Regions from separate parts of the Oncorhynchus mykiss genome. Here region 2 is linked to region 1. Evidence: chromatin contacts called from public Hi-C data. All regions are on one chromosome and are shown on one strand. Each heading gives the region's core, a stretch centred on a gene start, on an enhancer-like site or on the middle of the called end of the contact. The rest is flanking DNA. Distances are from core to core; before and after follow the strand shown. Region 1 holds the start of arid1b (AT-rich interactive domain-containing protein 1B). Region 2 holds the start of cebpz (CCAAT/enhancer-binding protein zeta).

The links. Hi-C and Micro-C count contacts between places; a contact is called where the count stands out from the background.
Region 2: a contact with region 1 is called in a Hi-C map of liver, with 3 times the contacts expected there. The contact joins the promoter of cebpz here to the promoter of arid1b in region 1. A contact is called at or near these places in 2 of 3 Hi-C or Micro-C datasets (blood and liver).

What each region holds. Positions count from the first base shown.
Region 1 is chr4:10,992,437-10,998,663 of USDA_OmykA_1.1, reverse strand. It overlaps arid1b (AT-rich interactive domain-containing protein 1B), which reads left to right and starts at 2,507. Exons shown (of 22, transcript XM_036975622.1): 1 at 2,507-2,931. The coding sequence starts at 2,929.
Region 2 is chr4:11,231,206-11,237,432 of USDA_OmykA_1.1, reverse strand. cebpz (CCAAT/enhancer-binding protein zeta) reads right to left here and starts at 3,705. Exons shown (of 17, transcript XM_021600159.2): 1 at 3,361-3,705; 2 at 884-2,409. The coding sequence starts at 3,534.

The DNA.
Region 1 (6,227 bases), core at 1,258-3,757:
AGCTTACAGTTTTCGTGACATTTTGTTTTAATTATTGTGAAAGGCTCATGTCGAGAGCATGGTTGCATCACCGCCTGGTATGGCAACTGCTTGGCATCTGACCGTAAGGCGCTACAGAGGGTAGTGTGTACAGCCCAGTACATCACTGGGGCCAAGCTTCCTGCCATCCAGGACCTACAGTGCCTTGCGAAAGTATTCGGCCCCCTTGAACTTTGCGACCTTTTGCCACATTTCAGGCTTCAAACATAAAGATATAAAACTGTATTTTTTTTGTGAAGAATCAACAACAAGTGGGACACAATCATGAAGTGGAACGACATTTATTGGATATTTCAAACTTTTTTAACAAATCAAAAACTGAAAAATTGGGCGTGCAAAATTATTCAGCCCCCTTAAGTTAATACTTTGTAGCGCCACCTTTTGCTGCGATTACAGCTGTAAGTCGCTTGGGGTATGTCTCTATCAGTTTTGCACATCGAGAGACTGACATTTTTTCCCATTCCTCCTTGCAAAACAGCTCGAGCTCAGTGAGGTTGGATGGAGAGCATTTGTGAACAGCAGTTTTCAGTTCTTTCCACAGATTCTCGATTGGATTCAGGTCTGGACTTTGACTTGGCCATTCTAACACCTGGATATGTTTATTTTTGAACCATTCCATTGTAGATTTTGCTTTATGTTTTGGATCATTGTCTTGTTGGAAGACAAATCTCCGTCCCAGTCTCAGGTCTTTTGCAGACTCCATCAGGTTTTCTTCCAGAATGGTCCTGTATTTGGCTCCATCCATCTTCCCATCAATTTTAACCATATTCCCTGTCCCTGCTGAAGAAAAGCAGGCCCAAACCATGATGCTGCCACCACCATGTTTGACAGTGGGGATGGTGTGTTCATGGTGATGAGCTGTGTTGCTTTTACGCCAAACATAACGTTTTGTATTGTTGCCAAAAAGTTCAATTTTGGTTTCATCTGACCAGAGCACCTTCTTCCACATGTTTGGTGTGTCTCCCAGGTGGCTTGTGGCAAACTTTAAACACCACTTTTTATGGATATCTTTAAGAAATGGCTTTCTTCTTGCCACTCTTCCATAAAGGCCAGATTTGTGCAATATACGACTGATTGTTGTCCTATGGACAGAGTCTCCCACCTCAGCTGTAGATCTCTGCAGTTCATCCAGAGTGATCATGGGCCTCTTGGCTGCATCTCTGATCAGTCTTCTCCTTGTATGAGCTGAAAGTTTAGAGGGACGGCCAGGTCTTGGTAGATTTGCAGTGGTCTGATACTCCTTCCATTTCAATATTATCGCTTGAACAGTGCTCCTTGGGATGTTTAAAGCTTGGGAAATCTTTTTGTATCCAAATCCGGCTTTAAACTTCTTCACAACAGTATCTCGGACCTGCCTGGTGTGTTCCTTGTTCTTCATGATGCTCTCTGCGCTTTTAACGGACCTCTGAGACTATCACAGTACAGGTGCATTTATACGGAGACTTGATTACACACAGGTGGATTGTATTTATCATCATTAGTCATTTAGGTCAACATTGGATCATTCAGAGATCCTCACTGAACTCCTGGAGAGAGTTTGCTGCACTGAAAGTAAAGGGGCTGAATAATTTTGCACGCCCAATTTTTCAGTTTTTGATTTGTTAAAAAAGTTTGAAATATCCAATAAATGTCGTTCCACTTCATGATTGTGTCCCACTTGTTGTTGATTCTTCACAAAAAAATACAGTTTTATATCTTTATGTTTGAAGCCTGAAATGTGGCAAAAGGTCGCAAAGTTCAAGGGGGCCGAATACTTTCGCAAGGCACTGTATATAATAGGTGGTGTCAGAGGAAAGACCATAAAATTGTCAGAGACTCCAGTCACCCAAGTCATAGACTGTTTTCTCTGCTACCGCACAGCAAGCGGTACCGGAGTACCAGGTCTATGACCAAAAGGCTCCTTAACAGCTTCTACCCCAAAGCCATAAGACTGCTGAGCAATTAATCAAATGGCCACCGGAGGATTTACATTGACCCCCCTTCCATTTGTTTTGTACACTGCTGCCACTCGCTATTTAATATCAATGCATAGTCATTTCACCCCTACCTACATGGACAAATGAACTCAACTAACCTGTACCCCCGCACACTGACTCAGTACCGGTACCCCCTGTACATAGCCCCCTTATTTTATTGTGTTACTTTTTACTTTCATTTATTTGGTAAATATTTTCTTAACTCTTCTTGAACTGCACTGTTGATTAAGGGCTTGTATGTAAGTAAGCATTTCACAGTAAGGTCTACACATGTGACAAAGTTGGATTTGATTTGATGTTTTACCAGTATAGCTTACCCTGATATGTATTTTGCCTTACTTTCACCCATGTCATTACAAGACATCTCCACCCACCCGTGACACCTGGCCATGCAAACCGAACTCCACCATTGGTCTCACGTGGGAAAGCATGCTCACGCGAGAGAAGGAACACCCACTTACACAGACAGGAAGCTTGACCATTTTTTCAAACGGTAAACTGCTTGAGTAGACATCTTCATTTATCCACCATCGTTGGCTAGAGCCCTTGATTCTCAACGCTCGCTGTTTTCGCTGATGCCATGCTGGGCTAGGGGCTTCGGAGAGAAAAGGCATTTGCCTGTATCCGGGTTAGACATGGAAGGAAAAAAGTTTCATGTCTGTCTGAAAACGTATAACATGAGCTTGCTCTAACAGACGGTATTTATGCGGATATTCGATACTCTTGCGCTTTTTCATTTTACGCTAACGTCGTTTTCTTGTTAGCTAACGTTAGCTGTCTGGCTTCTTTTGTGTTCTGCTTTTCTTCCTCTCTTTTTTTTCATTAGCCAGTTAGCTTGCTAGCTCGACTGGACTTTATGCCTGAGATGTGGACTTGATCATGGCCGCACAAGTGGCAACAGCCCCAACATCAAATGGTAAGAAAAGGTCGAATTTAGCTAGTAGCTTGAGTCAAGATTTGAAATCTGGCAAGTCTGGAGTAGTTGGTGGAGCTGTGCTCGGGGTAGGAAATGGGACTAGCGTTCATGCTATGAATAATGTAGAACGCCATGAACTGAACCCGACCAGTAGAGCTCGAGCTTCTTCTGCAAACAACGATTCGAATCCACGTGAGAAGGAAAGTAGAGATTCTAGATCTGCGTCTTTTTCGACTTCAAATTCTAGCATGGAGACGGGAATGTTTGTTAATCATAAAGTGAAAAATGTTGGTGGTGAAGATACTCCATCTCTCCACCACACACCTCCTCAGCAACAGCCATTCAACCAATTCCTTCAGCACCAACAACGCCAAATTCAGAACAACAACCAGCAGTCGCTACATGGAGAAAGTGGAAACCGCCAACATGGGGAAAGTGGAAACCGCCAACATGGGGAAAGTGGAAACCGCCAACATGGAGGAAAAGGGAATGTTGTTTTAGGGAATACAGTCGAACGCCATCAGCAACAGGAAATGCTGAATAAAAATGAGGACGACCAACCGAGCAAAACGGAAGACCGGTTGGACAGCAGGTACGAGCATGCCAGTTCGGGACCAACAAATAACAACATCAACCCGGCCCAAAGTGGTACCAGCTCGGTTTCGGAGTTTAATAGTTATTATGGAAATGGTAAAGGTGGGCCTTGCTTTGATCAACATGGCGGACAACAAAGCCCTGGGTCTGGGATAATGCATTCGGTACAACAGAATATGGATCAAGTTCAACAAAACTCCCACGAAGGGTACCACAACAACCCGTACAACCACTACCCGACTTACCGACCTGGCTACGGTAATAGTGGATATGGGATGATGAGTCCCTCTCGGCAGGGGAACAACATGATGGGCCTAGGCAGCAACACGGCTGCTGCTAATCATAGCAAAGCTGCCATGGCCGCTGCCTCTTCTGGTGGTGCTAATGTTGGAGGGTTTCAGAGATTTCCAGGGCAAACTCAGCAACATCCTTCGGGGGCTACCCCAACTCTAAACCAGCTACTGACATCCCCGAGTCCTATGATGCGGGGCTATGGCGGTGGCTATCAAGATTACACTAATCCCTCTGCTCAACAACAACAATCAAGCATGGGGCTGACCAAAGACATAAACCCACAATACGGTTCAGTTACACATGTTTGGGGAGGACAACAAAGAAATCACCCTGCCATGAGCCCTGGAAACAACGGACAAGGAAGCGGCAGATCACAGGTAAAGGATACATTCATATGTCACTTTTTTTTACTAATTTGCCAAACTAACTAAGCTTTCCATGCGGTTTTGTAGTTAACTAACGTTACCCTAGCTAAATTAATGTAGCTATGGTCAGAGAGACAAGTTAGCGAACGTTATGCCAATATGTCAGTCAGTGCGGCTAGGATGAGAGATCTTCTCTGAGTCTGGCTGTATATTTGTGTAGCTACATTACAGTACCTACCATTCTACTGTATAATATATACACATGCAGGCGGAGATAACATCCACGTTGTCATTTTATGAATTCAGCAGCCATATGGGCAGTTAGCAAACTTATGTTTATGGCTGCTTGAAGTTGGCATTAAATGTGGCTTCCGGTTGGGGACAACAAAGTGATCCGTTTCAGTTAGTTTGCGTCCTAGTTTCTATAGTCTATGCTCCAACATTTTACAACCACTAGCTAGCTATACATAGTTCCAAGTAAACTTATACATTCGCGTGCTGATTTAATTTAAAAACAATATTTGCAATTTAACTTGTGGACTTACAAATAATATCGTCGACCCTTCCATCTAATGGACCATTTTAACTAGCATGGACTTGCTATCTCGCAAGGCTGGCTCTATCTAGCTAGTAGTCAGGTCAGAATGTGTGCAACTGCTGAGCTATTGAAGTATCCATTTCAAATCTCAAAAAGCATATCAACGTATGTTGAACAAGCACAATTCTTACTAGCTAACGCTAGCATTCGTTTGTTGATATCCAGCGAACTATTTATGATACACTCTAAATTGTTATATGCTAGCTATAGCATAGCCTGATAACATTTAGCATTGTAACACTAGTTTGAGGGCCTCGCGTTGGCTAGCTAGATATGCTCCGTGGCCCATATTGTGCATAAAGAGTTGCCAACGCCTTTAAGGAATATATTATGCTAGTAGCTAATCTATGTTCCCATGTTGCAATCAATTGGTTAGAGAGATTTCAATAGCTGGTGTCCAGCTAGCTCTTGATCATGACTTTCAGTTCCATTACGAAAGTCATTGGAGGAAGGCGTCTTCTGTATTAAGAGCTGTGACGCTTGGTCTGGACATTGACACGCATCGCCTGTGGGTACGGTTTTGGTAGCATAAGGACCTTTCATATGTTGACAAAGAATAATACATTAAATTGATACACACATTTTTAGGGTTAAGGTTCACACGTTCATATTTCCATGTTATAGCGCTTGTTTACAGGAAACGTAATGTGCTAATTGGCTGTCTCTGAGTCCCCGAACACCTGTGTGTAAATGGCATACATACACCACAAACGTGTTGTCAGTGGACAATACTGTCGGCTGCAAATCTGTTAAAACGGTGTATAGTATGTGTATTTTGCATTTATGAAATGATTGTGAAAGTAGAGGGATTTATGTTTCTAGAACAATACCGCAATTAAGACTCGATTCACATTTTAACTTAAGAGTATTTCGCTGTTTTGGCTTCCAGCGCCAATTCTCACTTTAAACAGAACATGTAAGGTCCTTGGACTAAGGAGTAACGTTAGGCTCCTGTAGTCCAATATTTGGCTAGTATACAGCTTGCACTTCTGAGGGCACTTTGGAAGTTTTGAGAATTGGAGTGACATTTGACAGCTACTGCCTAGTTTACATAATATTGCATCTGATTGGTTCTCGCCATCTATCAAATGTGTGTATTTCCACTGTAGATGTAAATAGAGATGTCTACTGTGTTCTTGCCTAATTTCTTAATCCCTTCAGTAATGGTGTGGGGTAGGAATCAGGATTGTGTTCTGTTTACATTGTGTAATGAAATCTCTAACACTGGCTGCTTGCTTCATTTATCTAGTGATGTGATCCTGCTTTTTGGCAGGGAGCCCATTATGTGGTCTCACCTCCCATAGTGGTTGAGCCCTGACCTTCACACATGCAGATTAGCCATGTGCCTGATCCCACCATCAGCCAGCTATTTACCTCAGCAGGAGCATGTGCACACTCGTGCGTGCACTGGTCAGGCCTGCCCTGTGACAACCTGCTCTAAAAAT
Region 2 (6,227 bases), core at 2,456-4,955, 240 kb before region 1:
GTCTCCTAAATGACTCAAATGTCAAATAAAAGATCTCAGAAATGTTCCATATGCACAGAAAAGCTTATTTCGCTCAGATTTTGTGCAAAAATATGTTTACATCCCTGTGAGCATTTCTCCTTTACCAAGATAATTTATTTACCTGACAGGTGTGTCATATCAAGAAGATGATTAAACAGCATGATCATTACAGAGGTGCACCTTGTAGAGCATGAAATCGACATGATGACAGCAGGAATGTCCACCAGAGCTGCTTCCAGAGAATTGAATGTTAATTTCACTACCATAAGCCGCCTCAAACATTGTTTTTGAGAATTAGGCAGTGCGTCCAACTGGCCTCACAACCGCAGACCACGTGTAACTACGCCAGCCCAGGATCGCCACATCTGGCTTCTTCACCTGCGGGATCATCTGAGACCAGTCACCCGGACAGCTGATGAAACTGAGGAGTATTTCTGTTTCTAATGAAGCCACTTTGAGGGGAAAAATGTATTCTGATTGGCTGTGCCTGGCTCCCAAGTGGGTGGGCATATGCTCTCCCAGGCCTACCCATGGCTGCGTTCCTGCCGAGTCATGTGAATCCATAGATTAAGGCCTACTGAATTTATTTAAATTTACTAATTTCCTTATATGAACTGTAACTCAGTGAAATTGTTGTGTATATTTTTGTTCAGTACAGTCAACGGTATGTTTACTATAACACTGACTAAGAAAGTGCAAAATTAGGTCCCATGACTAAATACTATCAAGTTAGTATAAATTAGACAACTATTAAGAAACAGACAGCCAACAAATTCACATGTACATTTTTTTGGGACAGGATTTGATACAACATACAGCCATTCTTCTTGATCACACCAGCAAGTCTAGAAGTGCAGTTTACCTGTAGAGCGCCACATAGTAGCGGTCTGAGACGATCTGCTGAGAGTCCATCACCTGGAAGAGCAGCATGAGAGCCTGGACGGCAGTGTTGAACTTTGCCAGGTGCACTACTTTAAACAGCGTGTCCAGCTGCTCCTTCACCTTCTCGTCCCCGGCCTTGGCGTAGGGATAGGCCCTGTTCACGCCCGACAGCAGGGCGCTCAGCATCTTGGACTCCACATCCTTCTTCTTAATGCAGGCTCGGAAGAAGGAGAAGTAGATGGAGATGAGTTTGCTGGCCAGCTCGGCCTCGTCGTGGTTCAGCAGCACCTGGTTGAGGAAGCACACGGCGTAGTACTGGGCCTTCAGGTTGATGTTGGGCCTGAACATGAGGCGCTCCACCTCACTGCACACCACCGCCTTCATGTTGGGGTGCTTGTGCAGCAGGGTCTCCAGCAGGTACGAGGCCTTGGCTGCCGTCTTGTACTCAGGGTCTCCCAGCTTGTTGACCACCTGGATGAGAAGGGCCCTCTCCTGTTCGGGCCGGTTGAGCAGCAGCTCGTGGGCAGTGGCCAGAGACTTGGCCTTGGTGGTTGCCACCGTGTCGTGGGCGAGTTCGTCCAGGGCCACCACGAACTCGGCCACGTGGTACTTCAGAAGGTGCTCAAAGTACCACAAGACGAGGCGGCGGTCGCGCGCGTCCTTGTTCCCGCTCGCCTTCTGCTCCAGCTTGTCAAAAGGATGCTGGGCGAAGGTCCTGAGCTTGCGGTTCACTGGCAGCAGGTCAGACATGAAGAGCTCTCGGAGAGTGTCCAGAGCCATCAGCCCCTGTCTGCGACTACCCTTCTTCTTCACCATGGAGACCAGGTTCTCCACATGCTCTATGCTCTGTACCGGGGCATCCTGGATCAGAACTGTCATGGCTGCCATCCTGTCAGCCAGCGTGCCTGCGGAGACCACATTTTTCATCCAGGCTGAGTTGGCCCCCTTCTGCATGTTCTTCTTGCTCTTGTAGAGCCCTGTCTCAGCCTCAAACAGCTTTATAGCCAGGGCCTTGTACTGGGAGACTTGAGACTCATCCTGTGGGTTAGAGGTACCCTCTGCAGTGTACTCCAGGTCAAACCACTTGCCACCTGGTTTGATCAGAAGCAGCTGCCTCAGCTGAAACTCAAATACGTTGGCATTTAGTTTAGCTTTCTTTCCAGTGGCTGGGACGCTGGTTTTTGCTGTCTCTTTATTTTTCTTATTCTTTGTCTCCACTGTAGATGTGACAGGCAGGTCCTTGCCTTTAGGCTCTGGTTTGGGCTTCTGATCACCTGACTTGGCTTTCTTGGCATCAGCCTTTTTGCTCTCCTTTTGGCTCGCCTCTGCCTTCTCTTCCTCTGTAGGCTCATCTGGGATAATCTGTTGGTCTTTGTATGAGCGGATGCCCAGCTTGGTGATGAATGTCTCCAATTCGCCAGGTTCCAGGTCATCTATGGCTCCTTTCTTTCCACCGTCGATCAGCTCGTTCTCATCAATGATGGCGTCAAGCAGGGCAAAGTCAGCCTACACCAGCACAAGAAAAAAGCCAAGAGAAAAAGAGGTGATTGAACAGTCATGACTTGTCTGAACATTACCGAGTAGAACCACTTGCAAGCAGCTAACGTTAGTTATATTGTACCTTGCCTGGAAACATCACCAAGTACAACCACTTGCAAGCAGCTAACGTTAGTTATATTGTACCTTGCCTGGAAACCCGACGTTGAATTGTATTGAATTCTACATCGAGCAGACATTTGCGTTTGAATCTCACAGACCTCTAACAAGCCAGAATGAGTAAAATTATATTTTAACTTAGTTAACAGTTGTCCGTTCAGTTGGTCCTCTGTGATACAATATATCCACAGGTAACGCTAAATCACAATCAAATCCACAACCGGACGTTCAGAGTTCTATAACCTGAAGCATGCTCACAAAATGATAATACATGCAGGCCAAACATGTATACGTGCCGAACTTGTGCACATGTTTACATGGTTCTGCGAATGCTTCAGGGGATATTAATCTGAACGTACAATGAGCGCTTTGATACGGTGATTTAATTATACATTCCTGTGGATATAGTGTCTTGCATTCCTACCGTCAAAAGACCAACATCCGTAACAACCGGTAGAGTATGTTTAAATGTATATCTATCTATTCAACATACTGGCTTGTAGAGGTCGTGAAGAAACGTTCCAGATCCAAACACTCATTTCTGCACGACGTAGAATTCAATGCAATTAATCGTCGGGTTTCAAGGCAACTAGCTAGCTAAGTTAGCTACCTAGCATCATCGTCAATAACTACTGACAGTGCTAGATAAAGCGTAGCAAAGTCGAACAAATACAGAAAGCATTAACAGTTGAACAAACAATTTATTCGATATTTTGGGAGAAAATGGCACGTGTTTAGTGGTAGCAGCAGGATAAATGTGCTAGTTAGCATGAGGTGCTAGCCTCAATTAACGTTACTTACTCGGGTTCCACCCAAACGTAAAACCTCGTCCAAATTAAATTCCTCGTCCGGTTGAGGACCATCTCCATTGATTTCTTCTTCCTCATCTCCGTCGTTGTCATTTTCAAACTCGTCCTTTACATTTACAAAATGTGTTTTGGCTAATGCCTTACGGTTCTTTCCTTTCGGTGCCATGCTGAAAGCAGCATGTAGAAAAATGACAGGACCTGGAAGGAAAGTGTGTACAGTAACTGCCTTACTATCGTCGAAAGCAATTATTTGTGATCTTCATATCCAGCTTGATTTCAGAACAAGATTCGTGTGTTTTATTTTGTTATCCAAAACCACATGACTAGTAGTGTATAGGATTTTCTGGATTATATTTCTGATTTATATGTATCAAACAGGACTGTTTGAACTAAAGTTCAAAGTTCACAAGTCAATTCACTCACTCACCCGGGGCACCACGCCATGTAAAACAAACTAACCCAAATATTGTCCAATCAGAAAAGTAGCGGTACTGGGGTGCAAAGGAGCAAAATAAATAACAATATATGGTGATGAGGTAGTTGGATGGGCTATTTACAGATTGGCTATGTACAGGTGCAGTGAGCTGTGAGCTGCTCTGACAGCTGGTGCTTAAAGCTAGTGAGGGAGATATGAGTCTCCAGCTTCAGTAATTTTTGCAGTTTGTTCCAGTCATTGGCAGCAAAGAACTGGAAGGAAAGGTGGAATTGGCTTTGGGGGTAACCAGTGAAATATACCTACTGGAGCGTGTGCTGCGGGTGGGTGCTGCTATGGTGACCAGTAAGCTGAGATAAGGTGGGGCTTTACCCAGTAACGACTTATAAATGACCTGGAGCCAGCTCAGGACCTTCGCCAACGAGAGCATACAGGTCGCAGTGGTAGGTAGTATATGGGGCTTTGGTGACAAAACGGATGGCACTGTGATAGACTGCATCCAATTTGCTGAGTAGAGTGTTGGAGGCTATTTTGTAAATGACATTGCCGAAGTTAAGGATCGGTAGGATAGTCAGTTTTACTAGGGTATGTTTGGCAGCGTGAGTGAAGGATGCTTTGTTGCGAAATAGGAAGCTGATTCTAGGTTTAATTTTGGATTGGAGATGCTTGATGTGAGTCTGGAAGGAGAGTTTACAGTCTAACCAGACACCTAGGTATTTGTAGTTGTCCACATATTCTAAGTCAGAACCGTCCAGAGTAGTGATGCTGGACGGGTGGGTAGGTGTGGGCAGCGATCAGTTGAAGAGCATGCATTTAGTTTTGCTTGCATTTAAGAGCAGTTGGAGGCCACGGAAGGAGAGTTGTATGGCATTGACGCTCGTCTGGAGGTTATTTAACACAGTGTCCAAAGAAGGGCCAGAAGTATACAGAATGGTGTTGTCTGGGTAGAGGTGGATCAGAGAATCGCCAGCAGCAAGAGTGACATCATTGATGTATACAGAGAAAAGAGTTGGCCCGAGGATTGAACCCTGTGGCACCCCCATAGAGACTGCCAAAGGTCCGGAAAACAGGATTTGACACACAACTCTGTCAGAGAAGTAGTTGGTGAACCAGGCGAGGCAGTCATTTGAGAAACCAAGGCTGTTGAGTCTGCTGATAAGAATGTGGTGATTGACAGAGTCGAAAGCCTTGGCCAGGTTGATGAATACAGCTGCACAGTATTGTCTCTCATCGATGGCGGTTATGATATTAGGACCTTGAGCGTGGCTGAGGTGTACCCATGACCAGCTCGGAAACAAGATTGCATAGCGGAGAAGGTACGGTGGGAATCGAAATGGTCGGTGATCTGTTTGTTAACTTGGCTTTTGAAGACCTTAGAAAGGCAGGGTAGGATAGATATGGGTCTAGAGGGTCTCACCCTTTGAAGAGGGGGATGACTGCGGCAGCTTTCCAAATTTTGGGGATCTCAGATGATACGAAAGAGAGGTTGAACAAGCTAGTAATAGGGGTTGCAACAATTTCAGTGAATAATTTTAGGAATAGAGGGTCCAGATTGTCTAGCCCTGCTGAATTGTAGGGGTCCAGATTTTGCAGCTCTTTCAGAACATCAGCTATCTAGATTTGGGTGAAGGAGAAATGGGGGAGGCTTGGGCAAGTTCTAGTGAGGGGTGCAGGGCTGTTGACCGGGGTAGCCAGGTGGAAAGCATGGCCAGCCGTAGAAAACGCTGATTGAAATTCTCAATTATTGGGGATTTATCGGTGGTGACAGTGTTTCCTAGCCTCAGTGCAGTGGGCAGCTGGGAGGAGGTGCTCTTATTCTCCATGGACTTTACAGTGTCCCAGAACATTTTGGAGTTAGTGCTACAGGATGCAAATTTCTGTTTGAAAAAGCTAGCCTTTGCTTTCCTAACTGCCTGTGTATATTGGTTCCTAACTTCCCTGAAAAGTTGCATATCGCGGGGGCTATTCGATGCTAATGCTATACGCCACAGAATGTTTTTGTGCTGGTCAAGGGCAGTCAGGTCTGGAGTGAACCAAGGGCTGTATCTGTTCCTAGTCCAACATTTTTTGAATGGGGCATGCTTATTTAAGATGGTGAGGAACGCACTTTTAAAGAATAACCAGGCATCCTCTATTGATGGAATGAGGTCAATATCCTTCCAGGACACCCGGGCTACGTCGATTAGAAAGGCCTGCTCGCTGAAGTGTTTTAGGGAGTGTTTGACAGTGATGAGGGGTGGTCGCTTGACCGCAGGCCCATTACAGACATAGGCAATGAGGCAGTGATTGCTGAGATCCTGGTTGAAGACAGCAGAGGTGTATTTGGAGGGCAGGTTGGTTAAGATGATATCGATGAGTATGCACGTGTTTACGAATTTGGGGTTGTACCTGGTGGGTTCATTGATAATTTGTGTGAGATTGAGGGC